Linked DNA regions of Gossypium arboreum: region 1 is linked to region 2. The links are chromatin contacts, called in public Hi-C maps. All regions are on one chromosome and are shown on one strand. The core of a region is the stretch at or near the end of the contact, and the rest is flanking DNA. Distances in the headings are between cores, read along the strand shown. Region 1 holds the start of LOC108480297 (telomere repeat-binding protein 5-like). Region 2 holds the start of LOC108483718 (very-long-chain 3-oxoacyl-CoA reductase 1-like).

Region 1 (6,461 bases), core at 1,906-4,405, 150 kb before region 2:
CCACGCATCTTTGGATATACGCCTGAAGCATTTCCATTGATGCTCTGCTCAGGTGAATCGGAAATACCCTCACTGCTGATTCCTCCATCTGAATTTGATACTGAGCTATAGTGTAAAAACTTCCTTTTTTTGAAAGGATAGTTCCTTTCGGATCTTATGCGCTTGTAAGCACTCCTATCGCAGTAAGCAGATTTCAAATTCTCATCTGAAGGATATTACATAGTTGTCAATATCCCCATTCAACTGTGCCAAACAATTTACTCAAAGTTAAGATGATTTTAACTTTAAGAAGCCGCGTACCAGAATTGGATAGTGTCACATCATTCAATCTCGGAGCAACTTTCAAGTATTTAGAAGTCATTGTCTTCCTTATTCTTCGGTCTCCAATGAGTGGTGTTGGCCTAAATGGTTTCTTTATGGGGCCAAGGTAAGTACACCTTGAAGATTTTTCATCATCATCTCTACTAACTACCTTTAAATCATCTCGCTTACCGGGAAAAGAGCTAAGGTAATTATTGAACCCATATGAATGTGTCTTGCCACTACTATCTGAACTAACTAGAAGAGGAGGTTTACCATCCACAACTACAGGATCCTCTAAGGGGCATGTATCAGCCACTTCTCTAATAGATAACTTATCAGTTCGATCCAGCTCCTCATGTATAGGCCCTTTATTTTCAAACTCTAGTTTAATACGACCACCAGAAGCCCCGCACAGAAAGGGACCAGTCTCTACCTTACAAGGCAAACATCCCGTTTCATTCTTGATTTTGCCATTCATTAACTTCAGAACACCAGATCTTTCTGAGCAATCAGAAGTTGTTACAACAGAGGTAAGTCCAAAATGGGTGTCATTTTTAAGGCTCGGTGATTCTCTAAAACTACAGCTTCTGAGGTCATTAGTTTGTGAGACAAGTTGAGAAACTATGAATTCCCTATCATTGCTGTATTGATCGCATGTTTCTAGCTTCGATGACTGGCTTCCATCCCGCCTTTCTTCTTTAACAGTATTCTTTTCAACTTTAGACGGATCTTCAGCACTTGACGTATTACTAAAGACAGGAGTACTTTCTTTATCTAGTAATAACTTCCCAGCTACGGTGGCCAGTAAGTCGAAAGCACTTATTCGGTTGTCTTCAACTCTCTTTTTAAATGGAACCCTTTTCTACAAATAAGGTGACAACAATAATTTAAAAGAGATCAGTGTTTTTGCAACAGGAAATAAAGGTAAATATGAAATAGAATACCATCATAGTAATACATATATATATATATTACCCTGGCTGATCTGGTTGCTCGTGGAGTAGCAGGCACCTGATAGCCATTGAATCCATAATCTAACCTCTTCTGCAACTCCATGCTTCAAAGACCATAACATTAAGAACACATCATATGCAATTCACCAACACCTTTGAATCAGTTCCAAGAGACACAAGTATTTCATCTCAAATCAGCTTAGACCCTAAAAGGAGATGAATAGGAGAGTTAATTCTAAATGAACTTATACTTAATGTATAATCAATTATAAAGTTTACTTTCATTTAAGGAATAAAATTCAAAGAACATAAAATTTCATTCTCAAAACAAAACGCAATCCTTTAACCAATAAAAAGTAATTACAAGATGGAAACATGTATATGTCAAAGCCACTACATTTGGATCCACAACAAGTCATCAAAATTAAATCTAAACCACAAGCTATGCTTATGATTTTCAAGCTTTCACTGGTTATCTTCAACTTTTACATAGAAATTCAGGCCTCCAACTCCATTCATTCACCCCCCCCCCCAAGAAAAAAAATTGAAAAAGAAAATAAAAACAATATAGAGACTTTGTTACAATTGTGAGTAAAACCAGAAGCAAAGGGCTCTGTCCTAGAATTATAACTTTAAAAAAATATCCACATGATCTAATGAGAAATGAATAATCCATTAAAATGGGCTTTCTATGAAACTTTAACATTCAAGGAATGATGTGACATTTAAAAAAAAAAGTTTTCTTTTTTTTGAATTCTCAATTCAAAACATCAAACTTTTACAAATTCAAAAGAAAGAACTGGAGAAGAAATCAAAGAGGTAATTAGCAAATTAAACTAAAAAAAGAACCCTTAAACCACAAGAAAAACCTTGACAAAAAGATCCCCAATCCCAAATAACCAATTCAGGCGTCTATATGAGTAATTCAACATAATTTAGATTTGTATTTCTTCTTATATGAAGATCTAAAACCCTGAAAAAAGATTCATCTTGAAAAAAACCCAAAAATGAAAATTTTAGAAATAACTGATAAATGGAAAGAATATGAAATCATCTCTTCGGCTTTTCCAACAAATTGCCTCCAAAATCCCAGATCGAATACGTTATTACCCACAGAAAAAAGAATTCAACGTTAAAAGGTGACAAATTTTAAGAATTTTCCAAAGAAAACTAAAAAGAGAGGGTGAAAAAAGTACATGCATTTGATTGCATAGAAACTACAAAAGATTAAAAAGAATATAACGTCGGTGCCATTAATCAACTTTCTCCTCAAATTAGAAATTACCACTCAAATCGTATATTTCCCTCCACTTTCTAACCATTTGTCGGCAACCAAACACACACACGCCAAAAGAAAACCCGTGAAAAAGATCAAAACCTGGGGCGAATTCGCAAAAGAAAATGAACAAAAGCTCGTTTTTCTCACCTCTTAAACAATGAAATGTTGGATCAATATACGAAATTCTCAGCCAAACATAAGATCACATAAAGAAAATAACAGATTCGAAAAATTTGTCTTCATAGCAGAAAAAAAGAAAACTTTCTTCCATTTTTTATCCCATTATCTTCCCGACAAAACAAAAAGAAAAATCTCAATGTGCTTTCCAAACAAAACCCATTTGAGATTTTCTCACACAATTCTAAATTTCATTTTTAAAAAAAATTTCTTGTCCAAAAAAATTATAAATTTCCCTTTTTTAATTCTCTCTCAGATAGCCGAAAACCCTCTGAAAACCACCCAACTTTTTGCTTAAACCCCAGCGCCTTATAACATTGACCTCGTTTACCGGACGTATTGGTAGTTACCATAAACCTCACCGGTTATAGCCGGTAAGAAGGAAACCCCACCTAAGACTAGTTCTTCGTTGATGGGTGACCCACACCAGTGTTTTCAGTCCCCCTCTGATCTTGTAACAGGTGGATCCATATTCAATCCTACGATTATGAGAGAGTTGCAGGATCGAGAAAAACGTTGGGTCACAAAGAGAGTGACTTTATTTTAGTCTTTTTTTGGATTGGGTTTTTAATTATTAATAATTTTGTTGAAGGTAAGGTAAACCGTTCACACCTTCACTTACATTTTCATTCTTTTTTTAATATATTCATATTTTTTATTTTTTCTGAAATCTTTTGCCTCAAACTTACCTCTCACCAATCTTTTGTCACAATCCAATTTTACTCATTTGTAGAAAGGGTGTAATTTTGATTTCATCACTCTATTTTTTTTTTTGCTGAAAATTGGGAATAATTTATATACAACAAATTCAGGTATTTAACAATAATTGAATTAACTTATCGATTTTTCATAAAATACAATAATGATGAATTAAAATTAATTTTTAAACATTAAAATTACTATAGACTAATATAATTTACGTATTTTTTATGTTTGTTTTACTATTTATAAAAATTAATTCTTTAGAATAATGTCATATTTAAAACGATAAAATAAAATTTTATAAGAATTTTTTTCTTTATACAATTATACCGAAGCATTTTTCAATTTAATTATTAAAAATGACAAAATCTTCATCACAGCAACCACACTGTGGAAGGAAGGAAGCGAGTTGAAGGGTGAAGCAGATGAGTACATTACGTGCTCTATTTTTATTTTATTTTTTTGAAATTTGTTTATGAAGAAATACGAGTGCCACGTAGGAAAAAGCACAATGGTCCTACGTGGCAAAAAGAAAGGCTTCCATTGGTCTGTTTTTGGTGCGTGTTATCGACAACTTGTGTGTGGTCTGCTTTTTATTTTTTATTTATGGGTTAATTTCATTAGAAATCTTTAAATTATGACTCAAATTCTATATTAGTCTCAAATTTCAAAACAGTGTAATTAAGTCTTTTTGTCAGTCTAGTCTATAATTTGAATATTAAATAGTACAATTAAAAACACTTTAATCAAATTATAAACATATGTGTACCTACTAAATTGTTAACTTAAAATTAATGTATTAAAAAATAGCTTTCATAAATTTTATTGTCAATATCCAAACTGACATTTAATGTGAGATTTTAAAATTTGAAAACCAATTTAAAATATAAATTCATATTTGAGGATGCCTCTTGAAATTAACCTTTTTTATTATTAAAAAAACAAAACCAAAATGGGCCCGCCGGACTAACGGCGATATGGAATCTCCGTTACATTTAACGTTGACGGCTTAGGTACGTGGATAATTCGAAGCCAAGCGGGGAAGCAAAAACAATTGTCGAAGTATGAGGATAAGGGGTGTGGGGTCCGTGGCGGGTCCTACACCAATGGTGGCCCCACATTCTTAAAATATGATAAGTTAAGTGACACGTGTATAGCGTGCTAGAAGAGCGGTTTTAATTAAATTAGGGAATGTGATGAATTTCTCTTACAGTGCAAGGATTTGAAGATTACACGTGGTGAGAAGGGAGTGAGTGAGCAGTACAAAGATTCTATTCACTCGGCGTGAGTTTAGAATGATTATGTTAGTTGCATACACTAGGCGAAGAATGGCAGAGAGGAGAGTTAGTTTAGTGACGAAATCAGGACCGCTTATCTCACATACAAGAAAATGAAAATCACGTGTCTCCAATTAAATGTATAATAATTAGTTTTTCCTTTAATAACAAAAATTATCATACTTTTTAACTTTTTTTTCCTTTTGATCCTTAGATGTTAATGTATTTTAGGACACAACCCTGTTAATTAATTAATTAAAATATTTATATGAATACATAAAATAATTTTTTAAATCAAAAAATTTACTTACTAAATATCATTAAAAATATTTATAAAATAATTATCAACAAACTTGGATTAATGTAAATAATTATTAAGATAAACAATAATTAATTACAGCAATAATAGAAATATTATGATACTTATTATGATTTTATTACTAAATTTATAATGTGACATATTTATAGCACTCATAAAATTAAACTAATTTAAAACTTCAATTATGTACTATTTTTAGTCTAATATCTTTAATATTTATTTTTATTCTCGTTATAATTACATTTAAATCCAATACATATTTAATAATAGACTGCAATCTCATCATTACAAGAATCATCTTCATCATTATAGTGATTAATCATAGACTAAAGTTTTAGCTTTCTTAATTCTTTTTATCTCTCAATTGGTAACAAAATTAACATTGAATTTTTTATCTTTCAATATGTCTATTAATGGGTTTTAAATTCATCAATATCCATCTCATCCATGAAAACTGCTCCATCGTCTTCATCTCATTTGCAGAAACATAATTTTCAAGTTTGAGATCAATACTGTCTGGAAATCCCAACAAACAATGGTTTGCAACGACTATAATGTGGGTTGCATCGAGTGTATTTTACATGTCCCTTTGCTGGTGATTTATTTATACTAGAAAAAAAATATATCTCAAATTAGAAGGCCCTTTTAAACAAACCCAAAAAAAAGTGGTTGGTAAGGTAAGATTAGCAATGGGTTTACTAATATCATCTGCAAATCTAAAGTAAAGCCAGCCCCAAGGTCGTTATTCTTGTCTTCATCTCTAACCAGTGTAAGAAAACAAGAAAAATAAAAGCATGATTGTGGGTTTTGATGGATGAAAAGAAAATTTTATGAGAGTTGGAGAGCTGCAAGGGGAAATCAAAGAGCCAGGCTAGATGAAGGGGATAGAAACCCAAAAAATTCTTTGATTTTCTGGGTTTTTCTTTCACTCATTTTTTCTTTGTAATAATCAACACCAACAAACTCAAAAGGAAAAGATCAAATTTCGAAGATGGAATCATGGATGTCATTGAACGCTTCTTGGTCGGAGAAGATGCCGGTGAGCAATGGCATCAACAGTGGGAAAAGGCGACTAGGGCTTTTTTGTTTTAGAGAAGAAAGATTGAAGAGGATGAAGATATTTGCCTTTTTCTTTATATTTTAAGTAATAATAAATATTGGGTAAATTAGCTTTTAGTCCCTATAGGTTAGACCTGATATGAGTTGAGCCACCTGTCTAAGCTTGAAGGTTCCTCTGAAAAATAGTAGGGTCTCCATACCTCCCTTGGGGAGGCTTAACGGACATTCTCTCTTTGCACTGCTTTTGCCCTAGCGTGCTCGCTTGCAACCATAGGTGGGATTTAGCTCGCTATAAGCCAAATAAACCAAGAAAAAATCTCTATAACGTATCCCGGTGGTGGATCAAAGCTGTGCTTTGACCCTCGAAGCCCTTAGGGGGTGTTTTCTCGTGC
Region 2 (6,944 bases), core at 4,327-6,826:
AGCAAATAATTGTTTTGAAATCTGAGGTTGATTCACATGTAATAATTTACACTCTGTTAATATCTCTAGTAAGAATGAAAATACTCTCAGAAATTGAAGTGATATTATTATGTTATCTTGAATATGTACAATCAATAGTATTTATACAAATGGTATGAGTAACTACTGTTAACAATTTAGTAATTGCATAATAATTTGTATAACAGATTAACAGAGTTACTTTCTTAGACTCTAACATTCTCCCATCTTCTCGACAGGTAAAACTTAAAGAAAATTGCAAAACTGAGCAAAAGATGAAACAAATAAAGGTTTGGTGAGAATGTCAACGACCTAATCACAAGTCGGGGCCTCGCCAACAACAAGTAAGCCATTAGCAACTTTTTCGCGAACAAAGAATAGGTCAAGCTCAACATGTTTGAACTTAGAGTGGAGGATAGGATTGGCTGCGACCGCAACTGCACTAGAATTATCACACCAGATAGCGGGTAGATTGGCAGAACACAGGTGTAACTCTTGTAGCAACGAGAGTAACCAAGTAACATCGCTGGTAGCGGCAGCTAAACTCTGATACTCAGCCTCAGCCGTAGTTTGAGAAACAACTTGTTGTTTCTTAGAAGACTAGGAGACTAGTGTATGTCCAAAGTACACACAATACCTTATTGTTGATCAGCGATCGTCAAAATCTAATCCTCAGTTGGCATCGGCATAACCTACTAAGGATACTCTATCAGACGGACAAAAAACTAACTCATAATCACGAATGCCACGTAAATATCGTAAAATTAGCTTTAACACAACCAAATGCACAGTAATTGGTGCATGCATGAATTGACAAACACGATTTACGGCGTAAGCAATATCAGGTTGAGTCCGGACCACATATTGTAAAGTACCGGCAAGACTCCTATATTCAGTGGGATCACTGAGATGATCTCCTTCATCCTTTAATAAAATAGAAGAACTTATTATCGGTGTGTGAACACTTTTTGCATTAGTCAAGGCACTTCTGTCAAAGAATTTAATGTACTTACGCTGACATAGACGTAGGCATCCAGAAATAAGTGTTTTGAAATCTGAGGTTGATTCACATGTAATAATTAACACTCTAAATTGACAACTGCATGATTCTATCATGATTTCTCAAGTTCTTTTTATTGGTTGATTTGTTATTCTGCAACAATAATGGGTATATACTGTTAACTTTATACATGATATAGACACATTTACTTGATCTTTTTATCATTCAAGAGAGAGCGGATGCTGAAAAGGTACCTATATCTGACAAGGGCCAGTTCTCCCAAACTGTTGCTCGTCGATCGGTTTTGAATAGTGTTTCTAACCAGGTGTCTGTTTTTACATTTTTATTTTACTTTTTTGTTTGTAAGAATTCATTTGGGGAGGAAGTAGGCAAAAAGGAAATTGCTAGAAATGAACATAAAGTTCTCCAAGCTTCAGGCTTTGTCTTATGATATATTAGGTTTCTTCCCTGTCTGTGTGAAGATATCTTAGTTTGTAATAGATGAATATTCTTTTTGAGCACCCTAACAAACAAGCTCCATTCATGCCCCTAGATGTATCTCCTTGAAGTACTAAAACTGAGTCTTATTCTCAGCCCTTGATTATTTGAAGCAATTATCCTGATCTATCTAGTTCATATACTTAGCATTGAATGCATGCTTCAATTACTTTGAGTGAGAACGGTTGACCCTTAGTGTACTGCTCTTCAATGCATCAGACCGACCTTTGTTCGTATATGCAAGTGAAACCCTTCTAACACAGTAGGAGAATACCATTATGCTTTATCACATAGGAATCCCTTAATATTTTTGTGAGGACAAATTGTAAGCTAAGGGTAATTGTGGCATCATGGTTCAGACTGATGTAACATCTTGGTGGTAGACTTGGGTTAATTTTCTTTAAAGGGAAAAAAAGAGGAAAGAAGTGTAAACATCTGGAAATATGAACCATGCTTATCATTTACTTTTTAAGCATTTAATCTATGATGGCATTTTGGCAGGGAAATCATCCTCAGTCAAATGTTTTAACTGGTAATTTACTCTTAACTGAAGACTAGTCCAAGTTTGTTTGTTTCTCATTCATTTTTGTTTTCTTTCTCACATGATTCTAGTATGACTGACTGACTGATCTTTTTATGATAAGAAAATTTCAGTGGCTGAAGATATGATGCTTTTTTCTTTTACATCTTGAAAAGAAAATATGAAATTCCGGCTGTGTGTTTATGATTGATCCGGGTCGGAATGTTTCAGTGTATCAACAGTGCACTGCAATTTCAAGATCTGTGTATGTATGATAACATTCCACTTGGCTGAAGATTAGTATGAGATGGGTTTGTATTGTAATACATTCTGTTGGAACATCTTATTCTTATGGTTAATGTCCCTTGCAGAGACTGCAGCACTATTCTGTGTTATATGCTTCAAAGAAAAAACTCATTAATATAGTATTTACATTGCCAAGAACAATGGAAGGAAGGATCTAAATTTAACACTATAGAAAATTAAAAAAATTTTATATTTCCACAAATAGTTTTACCATTTTTTCTGAATCTTCTAAGCGAGTTTGTGACGTTCATATAGATGATACCCATAGGCCTCCGCATGGACAGTTTTTTAGGGCTTTTCACTAATAGGCATCAACTTAGGTAACTTTTATTTATGTGGTAGTTTATCTACAAGGAGTTGGGGCTTTTCTTCAATATTTGGGAGCCAGGCATCATCTAGAGGGACCGCAGCTACTGAATCTCCTGAAGAAACTCTTCATGATGCAGAGAATATGTCATCAACAATCCAACTGAGAGAGGTATCTATACATTTTAAAGCCTTGCACTTGTGTGTGAGAAAGTGTTGATGACTTTGTTTTTCTTTATAGCAGCATATCTTGCCTGTCCTAAATTCACTTCCTTCATGTTTTCCCTTGGTGATCTCAGCCTACGTCAATCTTAAGACCACTTGAAATGTCAGAGAATGAAGCTACAGAAATAATTATCACCAGAATACTTGTGAAATTGTTAGTGTTTTGGGACACTTTATCCGGATGAAGTATGAAGCTTAATCTGGAACTTATACAACAACGTAATAAATTCAGATGAAGAATGAAGAAAAACTTGAAGTACTTCAAAGTCTGGTGACTTTGAACTTGAAAAACAGAATAGAATTGAAAGCAAAGAAAAGGGAGAGTATTTTTGATGAAATTCTAATGAATTTTCATTACATTGAACTTTGGCATGAAGCTATTACATATTCCAGACAATGGCTGGTCTAAACTAACAAATACATCACCTAAACATTACCTAACTCCACTTAATTCATTGGAACTAGGTGAAATTGACTTGCACACTTAGGCAAAGCTGGTAATCAGCTCTTTTACTATCAAGTTACATCAATTGTCATCCAAACATAGTTCAAAATGAACTAAATTACAAAACATTGTTAAAAAGTAACAAAATGAAACTGAGATGAAACAGTAGCATTAACAACTTCAGTTGCATGTATTTCATCCGGCAATACTGCAGCTGCTACTTCTTCATATTTCATCCGCAAGACTTATGTGCATGAATTCTTACGTGCATGAATTTCTCTTTTGTTGCATGAGCTGCATGGAGGGCCATTCTCTAACAGAAATCCTACTTTGATATAGTCCGGAAGAACATTCAAGACTTAGTGCCAAAGGCTATAATGCACTTTCTGGTAATACTGTTTCGTTTAACTCTCCTGCTGGTTAAGTTTAAAATTATTATTCTGACAAATCTAAAATATTTCCCCCCTCTTTATCAGTTCAGGTCAATCATACAAAAGGAAACCTCCATAATATTTTTATACAAATATTGTACCAAGTATGTCTCTTTTGGTTGATGGTGTTTTTGAAGTATATCATGTTTTAGTTTTCAACTTGCAGAATAGGTAAATGAAAAAAAAAATGGTTATTTGCCTCTCGGTAGTTGTGGTTGACATTTTTTTCTTATATGAGCGCTTGAAATAATGTTAGTCATGGAGATATTGGTGTTTTAATTGCCCAAAAATTAGATTGCAAATCGATGTATACAAACAGAAAAGGGTAATGATGGAATAATTCTATCATCTGACATTATTTAATTCAACTTTCAGGAATGTACGAGTGAAAGATGTGCTTTTGCAGTAATAATTAATGCAAAATTCTTGCACTTACATGAATGTTGTTCTCTCTTTCTTCCCCCTTTCCATTGTTACTGTTGTGGAGATGTCTGTATGCATGTTTTTACCGAAGTCTGAACCTTTGGATACACAGAGAGATCCTTTTCGAACAGCTGTTGCAGGAGCAGGACGAGGTAGTTTGCAAGACGAAAGCACGCGAAAGAAGTGTTGCGTTTTTGAGGCAAGCTGTTAAGGTTTGTAGTTACTTCACTTTGTTTATGTTGAGGGAAGTTTGTTTAACTCTTATGACATCCATTCATATTTCAACTTTTTTACTAGTCGTTCTTTCATATTATGACGTTTGTCTCTTTTGACTGAAACAATTTTTCTGCCTTCATTAGACGCTAAATGAAGTTCCAACACAGGACTACAAACTTGGGTATTGATGCTAGTCCCGGATTACCAAATTCTCCCGAGATCACCAACGGTAAGAGAAGTTCATCTTGTATGTTGTCATCCAGCAAGCCCAGAGCTCGGAAACTACTCTATCCAGAAGAACCACCATTGTGTTTCAGCTCCAATGTTGGACTCCGCTACTAGTTGGTTAGAATGCACGTCTCAGTTCCCAGATCCCACTGATTGAATTTGGTGCCTAGCCAGGGGATTAATGCATCTCATAAGTGATAGGCTTGTTCCTAGATTACAGTTTACAGGGCTTCATACGTTCTAGAAGTGAAGTTTGGTTAACTGGATTTGCTATCTCAATATTGTTTTTATGAGTGTGTTTCAATTTTGCCCCTCACTAGTTGAGTTTTGTGTTTACATGCGAGAAGAGAATATTCATTTTTGACTAATTTTCATTTCATTTTTCTTTAGGCATCCATGTTCAATCATTTGTATTTGATTAATATTCGAACGTGAGTGAGAAAAAGAAAATTGGGTGCATTCTAAATTTGGGTCCTGTTACATTTCTTTTTGCTCCTGTAATCTATAATTTAGTTGAACGATCACACCTGCTGTAAACAGTCCTAAATTTACTCTTCTGTTCTTTGAAAAGAAAAATGGAAAACAAGTAACCATCAGAAGAAATTAACATGGACTGCAAACAACACCTACATCCTATAAGTAAATGGGATAAAATAAAATTCGTCACCTCAATTAATTTAAAATTTTTTCATTTAATTGGATCAAATGCTTACGCATTTACCTTATTTTAGGGGGTGAATTTTTATTTTGGCTTTAAAAGAAAATTGACTATGAGTATGGGTGTTTTAATGAAGTATATATTTTTAGGTGAAAGTATCCCACTAGTCCCTATAATATGAAAAGAGGAGCAAACAGCAGAGCATTTAAGTCATTGTATTTTTTAAATGTAAGCAAATTGGTAAAATTATTAACGTTTGTACTGGAAACTATCCAAAGGGATGACAAGGTAAATGACTTTTTTTGGTTTATTATGGAAATTGAATGACTAAACTGCAAAAAGGGTAACCGTTGGGAGTAGCCCAAGAGCAATTAAACCATTGTTTTTAAATCAGCTAGTTCGCACGTTTCTTCTCCTCCACTGTGCTTTTATTTTCCTGTAAATACCAAAGCCCCTCAACAGTCAAACTCCTAAGTAGTTAATGAAGGTGGTTTTCAGCTCATCTACTTCACCCACTATTTTATTTTTTCATTTATAGATAATCAATCCTTCCCTTTTTCTCTTTTTGAATCCCATCTGTTGCTGCCTAACGGAACTGCTAAAGATTCCCCTCTTCGTTATCGTGCGCTCTATTTATATCCCTTAGATCTCTTTCTTTGGTATTCACACAAGTTTCAAGTTTCTCCTCTACGTAATCCATGGAAGCCTGCTTCTTCGATACTCTCAAGGCTCAACCTTTCTGGGTTATTTTCCTTTTCACTTTGGGTTCTTTATCACTCTTTAAGTTTTCATTTGTTTTTCTGAAATGGGTCTGGATCAATTTTCTTAGACCTGGTAAGAATCTCAAAAAATATGGCTCCTGGGGTCTTGTTACTGGACCAACTGATGGTATCGGCAAAGGATTTGCCTTTCAGCTGGCTAGGAAAGGGCTTAATCTTGTCTTGGTGGGCCGTAATCCTGATAAACTCAAAGACGTTTCCGATTCAATCTTGGCCAAGTATGCCAAGATTCAGATCAAGACAGTTGTTGTCGACTTCACTGGCGATCTTGATGAAGGCGTGAAGAAGATAAAAGAAACTATTGAAGGACTGGATGTGGGGGTTTTGATTAACAATGTTGGGATTTCATATCCTTATGCCAGGTTCTTCCACGAGGTTGATGAGGAGCTGTTGATGAATTTGATTAAGGTTAATGTTGAAGGTACCACAAAGGTAACTCAAGCTGTTTTGCCTGGGATGGTGAAGAGAAAGAAAGGCGCAATTGTGAACATTGGGTCTGGTGCTGCCATTGTCATCCCTTCTGATCCACTTTATGCTGTTTATGCTGCTACTAAGGCGTAAGTGTTTTGACACTTGCAAAGCTAATTGGGGTTTGATTTCTAGCTTTTAGCATCTAAAGTTGATCTTTCTCTCGGATTGTTTCAGGTATATTGATCAATTCTCTAGGTGCCTTTATGTTGAATACAAGAACCGTGGGATTGATGTTCAGTGTCAGGTAATGTTTGCTAATATATGCCTATGATTTACTGCTTTGATTCCAGGAGTTCTAAATGCTAGAGTAAGGCTGTTTTTCATGGAACTTGAACATCTTTTATCCTTATACCATTTCTGGATTTGTCTAAGTAGCTTGGCTATGCTTTTTTTTTTTTTACTATTTCGAAATCTGATTAC

What was found. A called contact is a pair of places that touch in the nucleus more often than the background predicts.
Region 1: a contact with region 2 is called in a Hi-C map of leaf, with 2.8 times the contacts expected there. The contact joins the promoter of LOC108480297 here to the promoter of LOC108483718 in region 2. A contact is called at or near these places in 2 of 5 Hi-C or Micro-C datasets (both in leaf).

The regions. Positions count from the first base shown.
Region 1 is chr1:8,640,939-8,647,399 of ASM2569848v2, reverse strand. LOC108480297 (telomere repeat-binding protein 5-like) reads right to left here and starts at 3,155. Exons shown (of 9, transcript XM_053027047.1): 1 at 2,683-3,155; 2 at 1,279-1,462; 3 at 301-1,165; 4 at 1-205. The coding sequence starts at 1,359.
Region 2 is chr1:8,489,489-8,496,432 of ASM2569848v2, reverse strand. LOC108483718 (very-long-chain 3-oxoacyl-CoA reductase 1-like) reads left to right here and starts at 5,576. Exons shown (of 3, transcript XM_017787277.2): 1 at 5,576-6,610; 2 at 6,699-6,768. The coding sequence starts at 5,973. It overlaps LOC128292221 (a long non-coding RNA gene), which reads left to right and starts at 1,141. Exons shown (of 3, transcript XR_008282256.1): 1 at 1,141-1,343; 2 at 2,018-2,048; 3 at 2,685-3,174.